Linked DNA regions of Salmo salar: region 2 is linked to region 1. The links are chromatin contacts, called in public Hi-C maps. All regions are on one chromosome and are shown on one strand. Each heading gives the region's core, a stretch centred on a gene start, on an enhancer-like site or on the middle of the called end of the contact. The rest is flanking DNA. Distances are from core to core; before and after follow the strand shown. Region 1 holds the start of LOC106575672 (BCL-6 corepressor). Region 2 holds the start of LOC106575673 (mid1-interacting protein 1-B).

Region 1 (6,753 bases), core at 888-3,387:
TTCATTATAGTCAACAATTTAATCTAATAACATTTGACACGTTTGGATTTAACTTCATAGGCCTATGTGACGGTAGAAAAAACTTTATTTTAGAAATGAAAGGAACCGTTATCTATTCAACAACCGTTTCCCCACTGCGTATCGATCGCATGTAATGCCTTTACTGTGTGTGAATTCATCGTGCTCATGTGAAATCCACCGCGATGCAGAGCGCAATGAAGCGGCATAACCCCACGGGTTAGTTCCCATGGGACTGTAGGGGGAGAGTTGTCTGTCATTAATAACGGCAATCCAATTACGCGGACCCGGTTTGAGCTATTATGATGCTTCCTTTTGCACAGTTCTAAACGAAATAGGTCGTTTTTCTCATGATACAGCGCCAAGTATTGTATATCTCTCTAGTCTGTTTCCATTATATTCTATTTTATTCTATTCCTTAGATTTAGGATTGATTTGGGGTCAGGTGATCCTAGATCTGTGGTTATAGGCCTGGCCAATAGATTATGCGATATGCCTAAATATATGTTTTGCTGTCAGTGTTGGGTATGGCATATTGTCCAGACTATGTCCCAATGATTCCAGGGATAGATAATATTATAACATTTTCTATCCCAATTATACTGTATACTGTATACTTCTACTTTGAAGAAAGAAACAAACAGAAGACTTCACACTCGAATTGACCCTACACTCTTAGAAATAAAAGGTTCTGGATTGAACCAAAAAGGGTTATATTTCTTGTTTCATATATGGCACCCCTAAAGGTTCTATATAAAACCCTTTTGTAGGGTTCTTCTTCCTGAACCAAAATTGGGTAATATAGAACCATTGGGTTTCATATACTGTTCTATATGGAACCAATTTCGGGTTCTATATAGAACCATAACCATAGAACCATGCTCCCATCGGACTAAACAACTTCCAACGTGAGTAAAACATTTAAACGTGCGCCTCTTCAACCTCAGGAGGCTGAAGAAATTCGGCTTGTCACCAAAATCACTCACAAACTTTTACAGGTGCACAATCGAGAGCATCCTGTCGGGCTGTATCACTGCCTGGTACGGCAACTGCTCTGCCCATAACCGTAAGGCTCTCCAAAGGGTAGTGAGGTCTGCACAACGCATCAACGGAAACTACCTGCTCTCCAGGACACCTACACCACCCGATGTCACAGGAAGGCCAAAAAGATAATCAAGGACAACAACCACCCTAGCCACTGCCTGTTCACCCCGCTATCATCCAGAAGGCGAGGTCAGTACAGGTGCATCAAAGCGGGGACCGAGAGACTGAAAAACAACTTCTATCTCAAGGCCATCAGACTGTTAAACAGCCATCACTAACATTGAGTGGCTGCTGCCAACATACTGACTCAACTCTAGCCAGTTTAATAATGGAAAAATTTATGTAATAAATGTATCACTAGCCACTTTAAACAATGCCACTTTATATAATGTTTACATACCCTACATTACTCATCTCATATGTATATACTGTACTCTATACCATCTACTGCATCTTGCCTATGCCGTTCGGCCATCACTCATTCATATATTTTTATGTACATATTCTTATTCATTCCTTTACACTTGTGTGTATAAGGTAGTTGTTGTGAAATTGTTAGGTTAGATTACTTGTTAGATATTGCTGCGTGGTCAGAAGTAGAAGCACAAGCATTTCGCTACACTCGCATTAACATCTGCTAACCATGTGTGACAAATAACATGTGATTTGATTTGATATGCGGTACCATATATGAAGCAAGCATAGAACACTTTTTGGTTCTACCCAGAACCTTTTTTTCTAAGAGTGTAGGGTAAATTCTAGTATGAAGTCTTCTGTTTGTTGCGTTCTACAAGGTAGAAGTATAGAAATGATACAGTATAATTGGGATAGAAAATGTTATAATATTATATATCCCTGGAATGAGACATAGACTTGACAATATGCCATACCCAACACTGAGAGGAAAAAATAAATGTAGGCATATAGCATAATCTATTGCCCAGGAAGAAAAAAAACGAATATGCACAGTAACCTATTTACCTTCAGTATCTCCCTCGCTCGCTGGCGGTGTCTTTCGCTCGCTCTCTCTCCCCCCCTTTGTTTTCGCTGTGGAGAGCACTGGTGGAGCGAAGCGTGCTGGAGGTTTATGGTAATTGCGGTTCCCGGATTGGCCTTCTGGGTAGAGTCTGCGACTGGAACCAAGGCGCGGGCACTCATTCTCCGCTGTACTTCTGGAGGCGGTAGTTGTGAGTCCTCTGAATGGTGCCATACGGAAGAAAACGGAACAGTAAACATAGGACGAAATAAAAACGAATGGGAACATTGACAGAAACACCCTAGCCTCTCACTGAAGAAAATGGGCACTGTTAGCATTCTTTATTTGTTGAAAACGGAAATTCTCGCCATATTTTTGAGGTGGCGTGTGTGCTGTATGGCGAGCTCAACATGGCGCTGCAATGCATAACCAGACTGAATTAGTTTATTGTTTATTGAGACCTACGACCGTTGTTGCCACCTGTGCTCCTTGAAACATTCACAACAACGATTCACTTAGTGTCTTTTTACTAATGGATATATTTACTGGGGGGCAGAAACGTAGCCTATCACTGGGACTCCGTGGATGTGGTCGTTGATTGTCGCCTACTCGTCTTTCCCGGATTTTTACCAACTGGAAATGTATAAAGACTAAGGATGTTTTCGTAGTCTAATCTTACCTGCATGTCATTTAACAAGCACAACATTGTCACCCCTGTTTGCTGTAAAGTTAAATTACAAAAGTGATATTTCCCCCGACGCACGAACTCTCGTCGGGTCGTTTTGACTGACTCGTGGAGCCTAGAGAACACGGCCAAAAAGTTCCAACTGGACATTTTGTGTTTTGGCCAAGGACAATCGAAATTATTCTGGAATTTCTATCAGGTAGGCTAAGATAATTTTTGTGGACGTTTGTGCCTTTGTTTTCCTTTCCATGTTTCGTTTTGTTTGCTTTTCTGTCTTGCTCCAGTCTGAAGACTCGATCTTGTTCGGCGTCGCTCTGACGATATGGAGACTTGGCCATCTGATAAGGGCTTCTACAAAGAACTGCGTATTTAAGTGGAATATTTAGTTGCTTGCCAATGTTTTGGTGTACTGGGAGGTATGTGTTAACCTAGTAGAATTCATGTTTCACATAGGCTTTGTATAAACCTAGTCTAGCCTACACCCGTTTCATAGAAAAATTGTAGCCTATTGATGGTGTGATATTGGATGATTTGGTAACGGAAATGTATTCATTAGTGTTCATTAAGCCTACGTGTTTTATCGTTCATCCAAACTCTTAGTAAGTCATAATGAGAGATCCAACGTTGTCACGGGACTTTCCAGCTAACCTTTTTTTCAGCCAGTCAGCTAAATTTAAAGGAAAATGTCAAATAAAAAAATAGCGTGTAGCGCGTGTGCGATTTCGATTGATGCTAATCTAATTCTCATGTTTCAAATGAATGGCCTGGCATAAACAAATTAGTTGAGTCTCCGTGGGAATCGGCCTATAGGCGTTTTTCTATATATAAAAATAACGATTCAGTCTTAATTTAGTGCCTCGCCCATTTGTGACACCATCCCATATACCTTGTGGAACGACTTTGCAGATAAACGCTTGTGGAGGTCATCTGTGTAATTTCACTGCGCATTTCAGCGAGTGGATGATGGTGTGGTGGGCTGTATGGTTTTCCATTTATCAAAGACTTCATGGATAGAATGCGGCAATCATGCTTAAAATGAATTGTTATAACGGGCACGGGGATCGAGCGCATTGAGACGGATGTAGGTGTCCTGCAGGATAATGTAAGCCTACGTAAACGTGTCTAAGGCTTCTGTCCCACATTGGATGATGCAAGGTCTGTTTTCTTGTACACCATATACTCTTGTCATGTTGGCAACTTGACGTGTTCTGTCGCCTTAACTTAAACGAGTCCGAACTAAAGTCCTCCCCTCGCCCCGGGGACGGGAAATGACTCTGGTCACAGGCTGCGCTACGGAATTCGACTCGTTGCATATACAGTACTAGACACAAGCAAGCGCAGACGCAACAACGGAGTGCAGTGTTTTTGGACTCGTAAAAACGCCTCAATTTCTGTTTTTAAACTTTTACTCCAAGAACAGAGCGAACACAGTGGAGAAGCAACTTACTGCGCTTTAGGCTCATAGGAATATAATACAGGCCTAGGCTGTTTATTTCACAAATGTTATCTGGCATTTGTTGTCAGTTTCCTACTTTGCTACCATAAATGAATTCCGAATACTTGGTAGCCTAACTGAAAGCTGAATGTGGCTCAAAGACCTAGGGGTTAGCTTAGCTACTGTCACAGAGCTTATTCCAAAAATATTGTCCTTTATAGACCTACTGTTACAGAGCTTATTCAAAACAGATTGTCCTTTATAGACCTACTGTCACAGAGCTTATTCAAAACAGTTTGTCCTTTATAGACCTACTGTTACAGAGCTTATTCAAAACAGATTGTCCTTTATAGACCTACTGTCACAGAGCTTATTCAAAACAGATTGTCCTTTATAAACCTACTGTCACAGAGCTTATTCAAAACAGATTGTCCTTTATAGACCTACTGTCACAGAGCTTATTCAAAACAGATTGTCCTTTATAGACCTACTGTCACAGAGCTTATTCAAAACAGATTGTCCTTTATAGGTCTACTGTCACAGAGCTTATTCAAAACAGATTGTCCTTTATAGACCTACTGTCACAGAGCTTATTCAAAACAGATTGTCCTTTATAGACCTACTGTCACAGAGCTTATTCAAAACAGATTGTCCTTTATAGACCTACTGTCACAGAGCTTATTCAAAACAGATTGTCCTTTATAGACCTACTGTCACAGAGCTTATTCAAAACAGATTGTCCTTTATAGACCTACTGTCACAGAGCTTATTCAAAACAGATTGTCCTTTATAGACCTACTGTCACAGAGCTTATTCAAAACAGATTGTCCTTTATAGGCCTACTGAAGAACCAACTTCAGACTGACTGATTGCATTTCAAGACTAGGAATGTTTTTTGTTTATATTTTAATTTAACCAACTTGGTATGGGGGCTGTGAGAGCGCAATTTACCCGCATTGTTTGCATTTGGCATAAATGAAGGCTATCATGCTGTTGACAACTATCTAGGCATATTTCATATGACAGTCAAATCTAATGAATGCTGTCACACACGAACAATTAGGTCTACAACTTGGATAAATCTTGAAAGACATGCATTACCACAGTTACGCAAGTACCTGTAGACTCGTGTTTATGTTCAAATAACATATTTCAGGGCACAAGAACGGCTTGCCTAACCAATTGGTATTGGCAAAATCATACTTTTTTAAAATTATTTATCTGAGAAGAGACCTCCCTACTCTCATTCTGCATTTATTTGGTGAAGGCCTACGCCCCCCATTCTGGCAACCCGGGCTGTTTATTTTTAGCGCAGCCATCTCGGTCTGCTGGAGCCTTTGTGCACTCAACGCAGACAGACAGACGAGTCGTGTCCAGAGAGACGGTGGTTTTGAGGATATTTTTTCCTTCATCCACCACCTTGAAATGTGATATGGAAATAGTAAGTCGTTGGCCAACCGCCGAGAGAACATTCGGCGTCAGATAAACATTTATTTAGGCATTTTCTTTTGAACAATGGGAAGAGTAATAAGGCATCAAAGATAAGCGTGATTGACTCACGGTTGTCAAGCTTTTTCTGCTACCACAATATTAGCTGGTTGTTGTCATGTAGGCCTAAATGAGGCCCTTCTCTGACTGTAGGCCTATAGGCTACTTATAACTTATGCCGAATTTATTAATAGGATATAGGTCCGCTATTTTCCGAGTTTGACACAATCAGTGGAAACGCTTGTGAAGGAAAATAAACCCACGGCACTGCAGTGAGCTGTAGAGAGAGAATTGCTTAGTCGACTCCCGCAGGAGATGTCACAGTTTGATTGAAGCTTTTCCTCTACAAGGCGAGTCTCCCCAGGGACGGCGGTCCCGAAACAGGAGAGCTCTTCTCTCCGCTTCAGAGCGCTTTTGTGCCGCAGCAGGAGCTCTGTGTGCACGGTTCTCTGCGCTCTCTCGTAAAAGGACGCCTCCTGACGCCCACACATTGTTTTCTTTACGCGTCGTTCTCACCAGCAGCCAGAATGCACCTAAGTAGAAAGGATAACAGCCCCGAGGTACCTTACACTAGGGGCACGTATTTTATTTAAATGGAACCCGGGGCCCGTCGAATTGGAGCAGCCAAGTTTTAGGTCAAGTGAGGGACACTTCCATGGTGTTTGGCTGGCTGGCTGTTTCTGCTTGCCACCCATTGATTTTAGAATTTGTCACGCCGTGCTTAGAATGACACGTCTATGATTCTGTAATATAAACTGTGCAATTAGACGGCATGTCGTACAGGTCGCATGATCTCTGTTGGGTGCTCGTCTTATCCTAGGCCTATAGCCTACAAATATCCTAGGTCGTTGGATAAAGTCTAGCCTACATGTTTACGTTATTGATGAATTTGTTCGGCGAATCCACATTGTAAAACCACCACCATGCCTGCAGCCAGGGGTGTTGCCGTCTTTCCTAAATCCTGACACTGTCGTAGCCAAAACGTGTCTGTGTAGGCTGATCCCCTAATGCAATAAAAAGCAATAAAAACTGTAAAATTAAGTAAAACCCTTTGAACTACTTTTTGGGTAGGCTTAGGGCCGTATTATTTTGGATTGGTTTTATGCA
Region 2 (6,638 bases), core at 2,371-4,870, 170 kb after region 1:
TTTTATAATTCTTACAAAAACGTACAAAATATGTACTAAAATTAAAACTGCAAAATACCCTATTTGGGTAAGTGAACACCCCCAAGTTAACACTTGGTTGAACCCCCTTTTGCTTGAATTAGTCACGAGTCTCTTTGAATACGTCTCTACTGACTTTGCACAACTAGACTGCGCAATATTTGATACGTCTCTACTGACTTTGCACACCTAGACTGCGCAATATTTGATACGTCTCTACTGACTTTGCACACCTAGACTGCGCAATATTTGCCCATTCTTCCTTGCAGAATTGTTGAAGTTCAGTCAAATTGCATGGTGACCGCTTAAGGACTGCACTCTTCAAGTCATTCCACAGATTCTCAATGGGATTTAGGTCGGGGCTGACTAGGTACTCAAGGACATTCACCTTCTTGTCCTTCAGCCACTGTACGGTTGCTTTGGCAGTGTACTTTGGGTCATTGTCATGTTGAAAAGTTAACCATCTTCCTGGCAGAGGGCAGCCTGTTCTCCTCAAGAATCTGTTGGTATTTTGCACTGTCCATTTTCCCTTCTATGCTGCCCCTGCTGAATAGAAACACCACAATAGGATGCTGCCACCGCCATGTTTTATTGTAGGCATGGTGTTCTTTACTGTAGGCATGGTGTTCTTTACTGTAGGCATGGTGTTCTTTACTGTAGGCATGGTGTTCTTTACTGTAGGCTTGGTGTTCTTTGGGTGGAAAGATGTATTGGGTTTTCGCCAGACATATTGCTTTGCATTCAGACCAAAAGGTTCAATTTTGGTCTCATCTGACCACAGCATCTTTTGCCACTTGGCCCCAGAATCTACAATGTGCTTTTTGGCAAAGCTCAAACAAGACTTGATGTGTTTTTTTTCCTTTTCTTGCCACCCTACCATAGAGGCCAGATTTGTGGAGCGCTTGTGATAGTGGGCACATGCACACATTGACCAGTCTTTGCCATAAAGGCCTGAAACTCCTTCAAAGTCACCAATGGCTTCTTGGTAGCCTCTCTGATCAGTCTCCTCCTTGCCCGGTCATCCAGTTTGGAGGGAAGGCCTGATCTATGCGGGATCTGGGTGGTGCCATACGCCTTAACCACTTGTTAATAATGGTCTTAACTATGCTCCGAGAGACAAAGATTTTGAAATCTTTTTATATCCATCCCGACTTGTGCCTTTTCACAACTTTATCTCGTAGATCTTTTGACAGTACCTTTCCTACCATAGTGGATTCTTTGCTTTGAATTGCACTATTGAGCAGTTGTCCTCTATGAACAACTGCTTTTATTCTGAACTAATCAAAGTCCTAAAATGGATCACAGATGGAAGACAATTAGCTTGACTTGTGATCTGGAAGGTGGTTGGTTATACCCCAGCAAGTTTGCAATTTTAAAGGGGGGTGTTCACTTATCCAAATAGGGTTGTTTTACTTTGAGTTTAGAAGAGAAAGATTCCCTTGGATATTGTGGGTTACGGTGTGTAAATAAAGCTGGAAAAAGTCTAAATGTATGTGTTTTCATTTCGGGCTGTTAGGCAACAAAAGGTGAACATTTTTCAAGGGGGTGGTGACTTTCTATACCCACTGTAGGCATCAGTTCACAGACTAATCACAATCTTACAGTTTAATCAGTCACAAAACTATCATGCCGAAGTTGTGTACCTCTCAATAAACCAGTGACTGTCAAATAAACTGATCACAACATAACAATAAGTAGATGTTTAATCACTGAGCTGTCATTTCTCTAGAAAAATAAAATGCTGCTTAAATAAGAAAGGTTTACAGTTGGTGTTAATCTCTTGGAATCTCTCAAATTAAAAATAATCATTTGATTCCAGTTCATAGATTATCAAGCATATGATTTAGTTAATGGCAATGACTCATTGCTACCATAACATGAAATCACTGTCAGTTGGCATTATGCAACGTGGCCCAATCAACAACAAAATCTTAACGTGGATAGACCATCCATACAACAAGCCATTAATACATAAGACAATCATTCAAACAGTTGATGGAAAATGTTTAACAATGCATATGAAACGTCTAGTAGGTTACATTCCCACTGTGGGAATAAATACAAACGATACCACTAGGACATCCCCCCCCATTCCACTGTTCACCAATGACCGTTTTGATGTTATCGTCTGACACACAACTTTATAGTAGTCACAGTCCACAGCCCCTTATTCCAATCTCCTGATTGTACCTGTTCGTGAGGGTGTTTGCTTTCCGGGTAAGCTTGGACAGAACAGTGTGCAGTCCGGTCAAATGATAATGAAATTGTTTCTCCAAGTCATCATCATCGGATTCTATTCTGGATATGTCCAACGCGGTCACCCCCATTTTTTCTTTCCGCCTGTCGTCTGCTTGTAGGACCCCCCATTCGATGTCATTCCTGATCGATTTTAACAGCACATAGTAATTGTACATGTCCCCGTCCTGGAAATAGGTGGCTGACCCATTGCTGGCGGTCCTAATCGGTGATATCGTTTTCACCTCTTCTTCCTCGTCTAGAGGCACGTCTCTTAGCAGACTAGGAAGCATCACCGTCTGATCCATGTTATTTACGGCACCAATAAAGCGGTTCATTGCATTGAACAATGAATTCTTTTGATTGTACGAATCCGAAATTTGCATCATTTTTGCGAGAGACCTGACCGTGTGCAGACAATCTAGTTACCTCGCGTCACCGATAATACCGTTGTACGCTTCTGTCAGTCTGAAATCAACCTTAGCAAGCTAACTAGCTAATGCTTTTTATCGGATTACAACGACAAATTTAGCTGCTGCAAAAGCTTACTCGGTCCGAGGAAACGTCTTGTCTGCCTTGTGAGAACTGTACTAACGTTAACGTTACACACTAATTGACTAACAAGTGGCTTTTTTCTAAGGGCGTTCCCGGATCTGTTTCAGTCGGATGTTTTCCCCCTCAGGCCAAAGTAACCGGACGAACGACCTGAAATAAGAGACACCATACCGTTAGTTTTTTCAAGTAACGTTATTTCAGTACCATTAGTTGCACAGTAGGCTTAGCAAAAATGAAGAAATCCTTACACTAGCCAATAGTTGAGAACGGAAGCATCTAACTGAATGAACAGCTAACATTAGCTAGCTAGCCATATTTGGAGAATAAATTGAGCTCAAGCAGTACAAACTCACCGTGATGTTATTGTCCCTGGTATTTTCCCGAATAACCACTTCCTTGTTAAACTTCTGTGGAAGGTATAAAGTCTTAATTTGACAGCTTGTTGTGAGCGATAGCAGTTTGCTAGTTGAATAAATCCTCAGCACCAGCAGGAGGACGGTGATGTGCAGGAGTGGCGTACTTGCATCAGCCCACAAACCGTAACTCAGTTTTCAGCCAATCAGATTTTAGCCGGTTTCTCACCAACCCGGCTGATTTTCTGCCAAGTCAGCTCCCGGTTAGAACATGTTTACTTCCTTCAAAAAACAAAAACACTTATCTTTACCTTCCTTCCATACTTCCTCTTTTGGAGAGATTATGAAGTAAATAACATAATGTCACTTCAATACTGATGACTCAAATGTGTACTGTGAAAAACTTGCGTTCACAGTTTTAGTAAAACCAGGGCTCGTGTACATTTGAATATGAGCGTCTCAAATGACATCCTTTCAAAGAAATACGGAGGCGAGGAAGGAATCATAATTATGCAATTTGAGTGGTGAAATAGAGCAGGCTCGTCTGAGGAAACTAGCGACGTGTTGAAGCAGGAGTTTAATTCAGGCTGGGGTTGCGTCATTCCTGCCCACAAAAACATTTTAAGTAGTAGATGTACTAGTGACAATTTTAACAATGTATACACTATCAACAAAGTACTTCGTTGTTTTATGCTGTATCAACAAAGTATCGTTTCTGATGCTGTAACTGATTAATGATCACGAATACGGATGTCTATTGTGAATACATTACATTGTAACAAACGGTAAGGATTTCATTGGATGTTGTTCTTGTTCGTAATTTTTTTTTTACAGTCAAGCCCATGAAAATCCTATTAAATTACTCGAATTAAATTATTCTAATTGCTAATTCTGTGGTCAAGCCTGCCTCGCGAACACCCTTTCTAGACGGGATCGCGAATACGTTTTTCATAGATGTGATAGTGACACCGTGGGGTAAAAAATATTATTGCTACCTGTAAATTATATTGGATCTATCAGGTGCAGAATTAATTATTGATGATTAACTACCCACCTTATTATCAAAAAAAATTCAAAATACTCGGTTATAGAAACAAAAGAGAGAGTAAATATCTCACAACAGAAGCTCACAACTGAAACGATGTAATGACCATTTTATTAATAGATTCAAGATCACAATATCAACATACATTTGTTGGCATGCTAGCTGATGATGCATTTTAAAACGTTTTCTTTTTTTTATACAAAGTCTTATTTCATCTGTCCAATTTTGGATTGAGAGATTAATTGATCTTGTACATTGGTTTTATACTGATCCTTCGAAAACAAAGAGCAACTTCAGAATGCGTCAAAACGCCAAAACAAAACAACAAAAACCTAAAAGAATCCTAGTAATTACAGAAATAGAATCTTGGAACCAACTTGCTGTACTCACATGACAGTTGAATTAAACCAGTAACAGTGTCAGTGACCTCGGTGGTCTGCCCCACTCCATTCTACCCCCAGGCCCCCACTAAAGCTTAGTACTCCTACAGTCATTACCATCTAAGAGGTTGCTGTCATATTACTGATTCTCCATTTAAGCAATACACAAAAGTGGCAAATCTTCAAAAAGTGGTATTTCATTTGATTGTTCCAAGCCAGAGCAATGACAGACCGAATCGAGCTCGAACACCTCAAGTCCTACCACTGAGAATGACTCAGTGGTAGGACTTTTGTGCAGCGATCCCACTCTATTTTACTATCCTTGTCCATTCTCCAGCACATCCAGTTCTCTCTCTCTCTCTCTCTCGTCAGGGGGAAGGGAATTGGAACCGAATGTACTGGGGTGTGGCGGTGGAGAGAGAGAGACAGAGAGAACTGGATGTGCTGGAGAACGGACAAGGATAGTAAAATAGAGTGGGATCTCGATCTCGATCCGGAGACCTTCTCCCCTTCCTCACCTCGCTCATCAACTCATCCTTGACCGCTGGCTACGTCCCTTCCGTCTTCAAGAGAGCGAGAGTTGCACCCCTTCTGAAAAAACCTACACTCGATCCCTCCGATGTCAACAACTACAGACCAGTATCCCTTCTTTCTTTTCTCTCCAAAACTCTTGAACGTGCCGTCCTTGGCCAGCTCTCCTGCTATCTCTCTCAGAATGACCTTCTTGATCCTAATCAGTCAGGTTTCAAGACTGGGCATTCAACTGAGACTGCTCTTCTCTGTCACGGAGGCTCTCCGCACTGCTAAAGCTAACTCTCTCTCCTCTGCTCTCATCCTTCTAGACCTATCTGCTGCCTTTGATACTGTGAACCATCAGATCCTCCTCTCCACCCTCTCCGAGTTGGGCATCTCCGGCGCGGCCCACGCTTGGATTGCGTCCTACCTGACAGGTCGCTCCTACCAGGTGGCGTGGCGAGAATCTGTCTCCGCACCACGTGCTCTCACCACTGGTGTCCCCCAGGGCTCTGTTCTAGGCCCTCTCCTATTCTCGCTATACACCAAGTCACTTGGCTCTGTCATATCCTCACATGGTCTCTCCTATCATTGCTATGCAGACGACACACAATTAATCTTCTCTTTTCCCCCTTCTGATAACCAGGCGGCGAATCGCATCTCTGCATGTCTGTCAGACATATCAGTGTGGATGACGGATCACCAGCTCAAGCTGAACCTCGGCAAGACGGAGCTGCTCTTCCTCCCGGGGAAGGACTGCCCGTTCCATGATCTCGCCATCACGGTTGACAACTCCCTTGTGTCCTCCTCCCAGAGTGCTAAGAACCTTGGCGTGATCCTGGACAACACCCTGTCGTTCTCCACTAACATCAAGGCGGTGACCCGATCCTGTAGGTTCATGCTCTACAACATTCGCAGAGTACGACCCTGCCTCACACAGGAAGCGGCGCAGGTCCTAATCCAGGCACTTGTCATCTCCCGTCTGGATTACTGCAACTCGCTGTTGGCTGGGCTCCCTGCCTGTGCCATTAAACCCCTACAACTCATCCAGAACGCCGCAGGCCGTCTGGTGTTCAACCTTCCCAAGTTCTCTCACGTCACCCCGCTCCTCCGCTCTCTCCACTGGCTTCCAGTTGAAGCTCGCATCCGCTACAAGACCATGGTGATTGCCTACGGAGCTGTGAAGGGAACGGCACCTCCATACCTTCAGGCTCTGATCAGGCCCTACACCCAAACAACGGCACTGCGTTCATCCACCACTGGCCTGCTGGCCCCCCTACCTCTGAGGAAGCACAGTTCCCGCTCAGCCCAGTCAAAACTGTTCACTGCTCTGGCACCCCAATGGTGGAACAAGCTCCCTCACGACGCCAGGACAGCGGAGTCAATCACCACCTTCCGGAGACACCTGAAACCCCACCTCTTTAAGGAATACCTAGGATAGGATAAAGTAATCCTTCTAACCCCCCCCTTAAAAGATTTAGATGCACTATTGTAAAGTGGTTGTTCCACTGGATATCATAAGGTGAATGCACCATTTTG

Evidence for each region. Hi-C and Micro-C count contacts between places; a contact is called where the count stands out from the background.
Region 2: a Hi-C map of muscle shows a contact between it and region 1, with 12 times the contacts expected there. The contact joins the promoter of LOC106575673 here to the promoter of LOC106575672 in region 1. A contact is called at or near these places in 2 of 3 Hi-C or Micro-C datasets (gill and muscle).

What each region holds. Positions count from the first base shown.
Region 1 is chrssa17:25,705,019-25,711,771 of Ssal_v3.1, forward strand. It overlaps LOC106575672 (BCL-6 corepressor), which reads left to right and starts at 2,138. Exons shown (of 13, transcript XM_045699212.1): 1 at 2,138-2,922.
Region 2 is chrssa17:25,868,613-25,875,250 of Ssal_v3.1, forward strand. It overlaps LOC106575673 (mid1-interacting protein 1-B), which reads right to left and starts at 3,621. Exons shown (of 2, transcript XM_014152305.2): 1 at 3,162-3,621; 2 at 1,704-2,958. The coding sequence starts at 2,642. The coding sequence ends at 2,169. It overlaps LOC106575677 (tetraspanin-7), which reads right to left. Exons shown (of 8, transcript XM_014152310.2): 8 at 6,574-6,638.